Regions from separate parts of the Macaca mulatta genome. Here region 2 is linked to region 1. A link is a contact called in public Hi-C data. All regions are on one chromosome and are shown on one strand. The core of a region is the stretch at or near the end of the contact, and the rest is flanking DNA. Distances in the headings are between cores, read along the strand shown.

Region 1 (3,522 bases), core at 222-2,721:
TTCCTCAAGCTGCGCCTGCCACTTCAGCAGAAACCCCTGCGCTGGCTGCCTCAATGCCTGCCGCAAAGCACGGGCGAGGCCTATTTATTGACGGAGGACAGCTCGCATCACCGGAATTCGATCACCTTCCGCCGCCTTTGTGAGGGAGGCAAAAAATAGTTCTTCGGTTAAAAATAGGTTTTAGTTTTACAAGACTTTTCTAGATTTTTTCATAACAGCTTATGGAACTTGAGTGCAAACTGCACATTCAGAAATATTTAAATTACTAGCATGTGGAAAGATTTGAGCTGAAAACTTTAGACAAAAGAAACGTGGAAATCACATTTTAAACGGGTCATCAAACACTTCACAAAATCCCCGGAACTTTTTAAATACCTCTTAAAGCGCTTTTTGTGTTCTCTTGAGGGACAGGAGGAATAGTTTACTACCCTTTGAAGGAAGGTAAAGGTGTGATAGCTCAGGGCTTTACTTTCCATTACACAACTGAGCCCCAGCCTTGGAGGGACGGTTGAGAAGTGGCAAAATGGCGGACTTTCTCCCCCAACTGCCTGCAGTCCTGCGACTTGCTCCAGACAGCCACACGTTTTGCTTGCTCTTTTATTCGAGAAATCCGAGCAGCACAGGCTATCTTCTTGGGAAGTCTTAGAAACGTGAAAACCCACTTTTGGAAACCGCCTCAATCCCACACCACACAGCTGCTCCCCGCCTGAGCCCCGGGATCCGCCGGCTGCCAGTGGCCCCCTCTGATCTGCGGCCCCGAGGTGCCGCCAGCCCCCCACGGAAATTTTTCTACCGTTTTTCAGCTTCCAGGCTCTCCTGAAAGTGCTCACAAGGCAAATCGCCATGGAAAGCAAGTTCAAGTGGCCTTTTAAAGTTGCTCAACTAAGCGAACGGCTTTGTCTCCGAAGACACAGGGACCTTGGGCAGCCAGTCAGGGACACACCCTGGAGTGTTTACACTGCTCTGGGTCTGCTTTGCTAGGGGTCTTTGTTTTGCAGATTCTGTCTTATGCCTGGTTAGGTCCGAGCTTCAGACTTCCTGAACCGGAGTAGGAAAAAAAATAAAGATTTCCTCCAAACCCCAAGACCAAACTGCACGGTTTGAGTGGTTTTATCTAAATACCACCACCTGGGATGGCCAACCTAAAAGGACGACTAACGTAACAGTACAGCTCGTCGCTGCGTCCCAAGGACGCAGGGAAACGGGGACTCCGGGAGGCAGCAGAGAGGACCTGCCTACAGGCGGGCTGAGGCTTCCCGGCGCCCGGCTTCCGCGTTGCTAAAATGGCGTGGCGCCTAAGGGTGCAGGTGAGAGACCAGTGCAGGACCCCAATACTTCACAGAAGCCTCGGGCTGCGGCCGCGGAGGAGAAAGCGGGGGCGGGGAGCGACCCGGCGGCCTGCAGGGCTGCGGAAGGGACAAAGGCCGGGGGAGGGGCAAAGGCCGGGGGAGGGGCAGCTCGCGAGCGCCGCGCAGGGATACGCGAGGGCCGTGAGCCGCCCTCCCTTTGTGAGGCGCTGGCTCGTGGGCTGGAGCCACCGGTTCTAACCGGCTCTAGCCGGTCCTGGCCGCCTTCCCGGAGCTGTGGCGGTTGGCGCAGCGCGTGACTGCGCACGCGTTCCCCGCCCTAACGCCTGCGCCAGTCCTAGGGAATGGCATGGGGGCGGGGTGGCAGCTGGGCTGGGAACTTCTTGGTTGCTACTCTGCGCTGTCACCGCACTTGGGGGCTGGTCTTCGTTTCGGGGAGCTGCTGCCCAACTTCCCTTTTCAGTCTAGTCTTCCTTTCCCACCTCTATCCTGTCCTTTGTCATTTCCTCCATATAGTCTCGATGTCATCCATTAATTGAAAATCAGAACACGATTCTTGTATAGCTATCAAGGGCTATGGCGTTTTTGCAAAATATCTTCGTCGTTTGTATGTCACCAGGTCTTACTAGTCTAGAATTCTCGGGGCGGAAGTGGTCTCAGGCTGACCTAGCAGTAGCCTAATTTTTTTTTTTTTTTTTCAGACGGAGTCTCGCTCTCTAGCCCGGGCTGGAGTGCCGTGGCCGGATCTCAGCTCACTGCAAGCTCCGCCTCCCAGGTTTACGCCATTCTCCTGCCTCAGCCTCCCGAGTAGCTGGGACTACAGGCGCCCGCCACCTCGCCCGGCTAGTTTTTTGTATTTTTTAGTAGAGACCGGGTTTCACGGTGTTCGCCAGGATGGTCTCGATCTCCTGACCTCGTGATCCGCCCGTCTCGGCCTCCCAAAGTGCTGGGATTACAGGCTTGAGCCACCGCGCCGGGCCTAGTAGCCTAATTTTTTAGAAAAGAAACTGAAGCAATGACCTAAAATGGAGAGCTCCGGGGCACACGAAGCTTGGAGCTGGACGGGGTGGTGAGACCCACCCACTCTGCTCCCTCACCCCCGGGTCTTTAGAACCTGTATCATGGCTTGTTTTTAGGCAGTCAACTCCGAGGGGAGAGATTAATGACACTGGATAGGTTAAGATGGCAACTACACAAAAGGATGGCAACTACACAATGATACAGCAGCTCTATGAAGTTGATTTCTAAAACCCTTTTGGCTCCTGTAAATGATGCAGGTTGTGTAAAGTGTGGGGGAGCTGCCCTGGGGGCTCCAGCAAATGAGGGTCCTGTTTTCTGGGCCAACTCCCTGTCCCCATCTGCCCACATAAAGCAGGGACCGTTGAAGCAGTTCTTCTCAATTGACGCTGGTGAAACTGTTGTTGTTTTCTTTTTTTTTTTTTTAACTTGTAAGAGTGGAATATTACTGAGATGCAGCCGGATCCCTTTAGGCACAGTCCTGATGCTTGCTCTGGGGTTGGAAATTTTTTAGTAGAATTTTATCGCTGGATAGAGGAAAATTGAGGCAGGTCACCTCGTTTCGCAAATGGGGATTTGGGGGCCTGGAGATTTTGTGATTTGCCTGAAATGACATACAGCTAATTAATAGAAGAAGCTGTTCTTGAATCCCAGATTTTCCACGTCCTGCTGCCTCCCTTCCTCTCCAGCTCTTCTGTAAGTCTCCCCAACTGCGGTTTTTCTATATCTGGGGGAGTACCTAGGACCTAGCACCTGCTCTGTGCTCTCTCCCTCACTCTAGAGCGAGTGAGATGAACCTTAAGAGCCCTAAAGTGCGTGTCACTGCATTAATTTCCATTACCTTTACAGATTACAGAATTTTTTTTTTTTTTTTTTTTTGGGATGGCGTCTCTGTTACTGAGGCTGGAGTGCAGTGGCGCGATCTCGGCTCACCGGCTCACGGAAACCTCTGTCTCCTTGGTTCAAGCAATTCTCCTGCCTCAGCCTCCCAAATAGCGGGGACTACAGGGGCCCGCCACCACGCCCGGCTAATTTTTTGTAGTTTTGTAGAGACAGGGTTTCATCGTGTTAGCCAGGATGGTCTCGATCTCCTGACCTCGCGATCCACCCGCGTCGGCCTCCCAAAGTGCTGGGATTACAGGCGTGAGCCACCGCGCCCAGCTGCCAGAGTGTTGTACAGTCATACCTTGGTTTCCAT
Region 2 (3,393 bases), core at 506-3,005, 76 kb after region 1:
TCCCCACCTCTCATGTGACCAGGGCAGGCCACCGCACCCAGCCTTGCTTCCCCCATTTTGAGGCTCCTCTCGGCCTTAACATCTCTTGATTCTGACACTGTAGTTTTTCCTGGAACACTCTTCACCCAGTTGCTGCCTAGTCCACCCCCACTGCTCCTTCAGGCTCTGGCCCAAGGTCACCACTCAGCCAGCCTCCTGACCACGGCTGTAAAGCACCCCCCGAACTTGATCTCCTCGAGGGAAGGGTTTCGGTCTGTTTTGCCTGGGATCGCTGTCCCCTGGCACGGGACTCTGCACTTTATGTTTTGTAAAGGTCACTGAGCACGGTGAGGCTCTGGGTAAATATTTGTGGACTGACTGAGGAAGGGAGTTCCCAGGTCAGCTGTGGCCCCACAAATGTGATGACAGGCCCAGCTCTGTGGGTTCCTAGGTCAGGAGGCAGGAGAGGGAAGGGCAACAGCTGCTCTCTGTGGACTGGGACTGCCTGGGGTGGTCAAAGGGAACTGGGGTGCACTCTCAGCCACACGGTGGCAGAGGCAGAGGCATTTGAGGGAGAGGAGACTCCCACGGCCCTGGTTTACAAAGCCGAGGTGAGGTGAGCATGTCCCGGAGCTGCTGCACCCACAGGAGCCACTGTGCCAGCCCCAGCCCCACGGGCCCTTCCTCCTTACCAATTGTCCTGGGCCCTCCCTCAGCACCTCCCATACCCCCTACACATATTGAGCCCTCCAGCTATTTTTAACACTTTGACCTAATGTGGGCTGGTCCACCACGTGTGCTGGAAAGCAGGCTGCCCGCCAGGAAGGCGAGGCAGGGGAGGGCCCCTCAGGAGGGAGCTTCTCACTCTTGCATTTGACCCCTGTCTCCTCGGGCTGTGTGGGGTCTGTGTGTGCCGTTTCCTCACTACTGCCGAGGCAGATCTAAGGGGGGCTTCCTCTGCGCAGGGCCAAGCCCCAGGCCTCAGGCTGTGCTTTACAGGAAAGAACTTTGCGATGTCAGCCCCTGCATCTGGATCTCCTGGGACTACCCCCTGTTCCCTGCCATGCTAGAGTTCCTGGGCGCCTGCCCCTTACCCCAGGCCCTGGTCCCCCATCCTCCTGAGCACGCACGCACTCCTTGGAGCCTTGTCTGAGCTGGCACCCCAGAACACCCTGCCCTCCTTGCCTCCTCCTGCCTCTTCACTAGCTCACTGTCACGTCTGTCTCCTGTAGCTCCATCCTCATGGTCACAGCGCTCACCAGACCTTCCTGTTCCCATCCTGCCATGCTGAGCGCCTGTGTCCTCACTCCTGTTCCCGCAGAGGGAAGGCCTGTGGAATGCGTGTTTGGGCCCCATAGCCCTGCCTCCCCGGGCTGCCCTGCACCTCCAGCGGCCCCTAGACCTCCTCCAACCCTCCCCACCTCCCCTTGGCCAAATAAGCAAGCCCAGCTTTCCTAGGCCCCACACTTTTGCCTGTGCCAACCTTTCCAGCCTCCTCCCCAAGCCCACCCACTGGGAATCCTGGTGCCAGCTCGTTTGAGCAGGGAGCCCGGGTGCTGACATCCCACCACCTCCACCCCAGGTCCGCAAAGCCCTCTCTCTTCTCCAGGACCGCCAGCAGCCCTGCCAGAGCCTACCACTTTCTCTTGGGTCCCTGCTGACGGGAATGGCGCACTGTGCTTGTCCCGGTGGCCCCATCACAGCACCGGTTGTGATTGTCCTTGAATCTCTGAAGGAGGCTTTTCTGCCCCAACCCACCTTGGTCTGATTGAGTGCCCTCTGTGAGCAAGTTGGCCGTGGTGCCAGCGCTTCCGCGGGGGAGTAGAACCCCCCTGCCTGCGAGGCTGCTGACCTTGACGATGCTGTATGGGAAGCCTGGCTGGGAGAACCTGTCAGGGTCACTTCCACCCCCACAACAAAGTGCCAAGGTCAGATGGGCACTGGACAAATAAGTCCTTGGGAAGAGCTGGGACTATTATTATTCTCTCTTTTTCAAATTATGCCAAATAGTTAAAAATAGCAGGAGGACTTAGTGTGTGAGGCGGGGACAGGAGGTGCTGGAAGAGGACCCAGGGCAGCTGGGAAGGAGGAAGGGCCCAGGGGCAGAGGCCGGACAGTCAGCTGCCTCAGGAGGGAGGCGACTAGTGCCAGGTTGTGCTCACCCCACCTCTTAGATGTCTGCAAATAGCCCCAGTTTAAATATTTTTACTAAGTTGTCATTTCACAGAAAAACACACGTCTAAAGCAGAATCCGTTTCCAGGACATGGATGCTAATCTTTGGAAAACTCAGGACCCATCACGACGTTGAGGAATGCCCTCCCTTACCACCAGGGAAACAAACCCCTTACCCTGTGTTCTTGAAAGTTGGGGACCCCCATCATGGGCCCAGTGGTAGGAAGAAGGTCAGGGCAGTCAGGAGCCAGGACTCCCACTCTGAGAGGGGGTGAGCACGCAGCGCCAGACCCAAGGCCCCCCACATTCTGCCGTAGGGCACGACCCTGGTTCCAGGTTGCCTGGGCGGGCGGTACTGTTCACTGTCCCTGCAGCCGGTCGGGAGGAAAGAGTGGGCTCAGCTGCCCCCTGCTGGCCACAGCCGAACCAGCAACCTGCAGATGGACGCAGGCTCCACCCCACCCACACTGTCCGCCCAATACGGGTGAGGGCCACTGGACTTGCTGCTTAAAACTGAAGTCCTCAGACCCAGGCCCAGCCCTGCACCCCCGTTCTGGGTGAAGTTGGGTAGTCTGCCTACTTTTTTTGAAATGTGGGGTGGATTTGGACAGGGAGAAAATGCCAGGTAGCTCTGAAGTCCTCTGCGCCAGGGAGAAGAATGAGCGATGAGAATCTGTCCCGAGGCCTGCACCTCCTTTGGGTCAGGACTGTCAGTGTCCCTTAGGCTCAAAGTCACAGGCTTTGGTTGACTGACCCTGCTCTATCCCATGCCCTCTCACTTTGCACCATTTACCTGTATCCTACTGAGCCGGTCAGGCCCCCTCCTCCAGGAAGCCTTCTTTGATCACTGCTCCCCCACCAGTCTATTGTCTGTTCGTCTTTGTCTTGTGTTGGGTGGTGGCCGGCACATCTGTTGGGGCATCATGTGTGTGCAAAGTGATTTTCCTGGTCTTTATGTTCTTATCCCCAGTGTCATCTGAAAAGCTGCCTGGACTCTGAGCTGATGTCTCCATGGGTAACTCAGTTGCTAATCCTGCAACTCTGTGTGCAGGGAGCAGTTGGAATTCCTGCTCCCTGACAAGTGTCAGAGGCCCCTGGCACATCCTCCCCAGCCCTCTCCTTTCCAGCTTTATCTATGCCCCTTGCACCTTTGTTTTGTCAGACTGAGCATGACAGCGTCCTGGGTCGCCTTGGTTGCTGTGGCTTTTCTGAGTCCCAGCAGCACCTCTGGCCTCCCGTGG

The links. A called contact is a pair of places that touch in the nucleus more often than the background predicts.
Region 2: a contact with region 1 is called in a Hi-C map of CD4 T cells, with 2.9 times the contacts expected there. The contact joins the promoter of LOC106993196 here to the enhancer-like site in region 1. A contact is called at or near these places in 9 of 14 Hi-C or Micro-C datasets (CD4 T cells, blood, fetal cortex germinal zone and 6 more).

What each region holds. Positions count from the first base shown.
Region 1 is chr14:8,897,845-8,901,366 of T2T-MMU8v2.0, forward strand. No RefSeq gene overlaps it. Among named protein-coding and RNA genes, the nearest start is that of SCYL1, 29 kb to the left of the region's middle. Within about 2 kb of position 1,472, at least 34 of the 40 cell types and tissues checked have an H3K27ac peak or open chromatin away from gene starts, as enhancers often do. A contact at or near this core is called in CD4 T cells, blood, fetal cortex germinal zone and 2 more, where this site is marked.
Region 2 is chr14:8,973,573-8,976,965 of T2T-MMU8v2.0, forward strand. It overlaps LOC106993196, which reads right to left and starts at 1,756. Exons shown (of 2, transcript XM_077962431.1): 1 at 1,617-1,756. The coding sequence starts at 1,677. It also overlaps a transcript of FRMD8 not described here.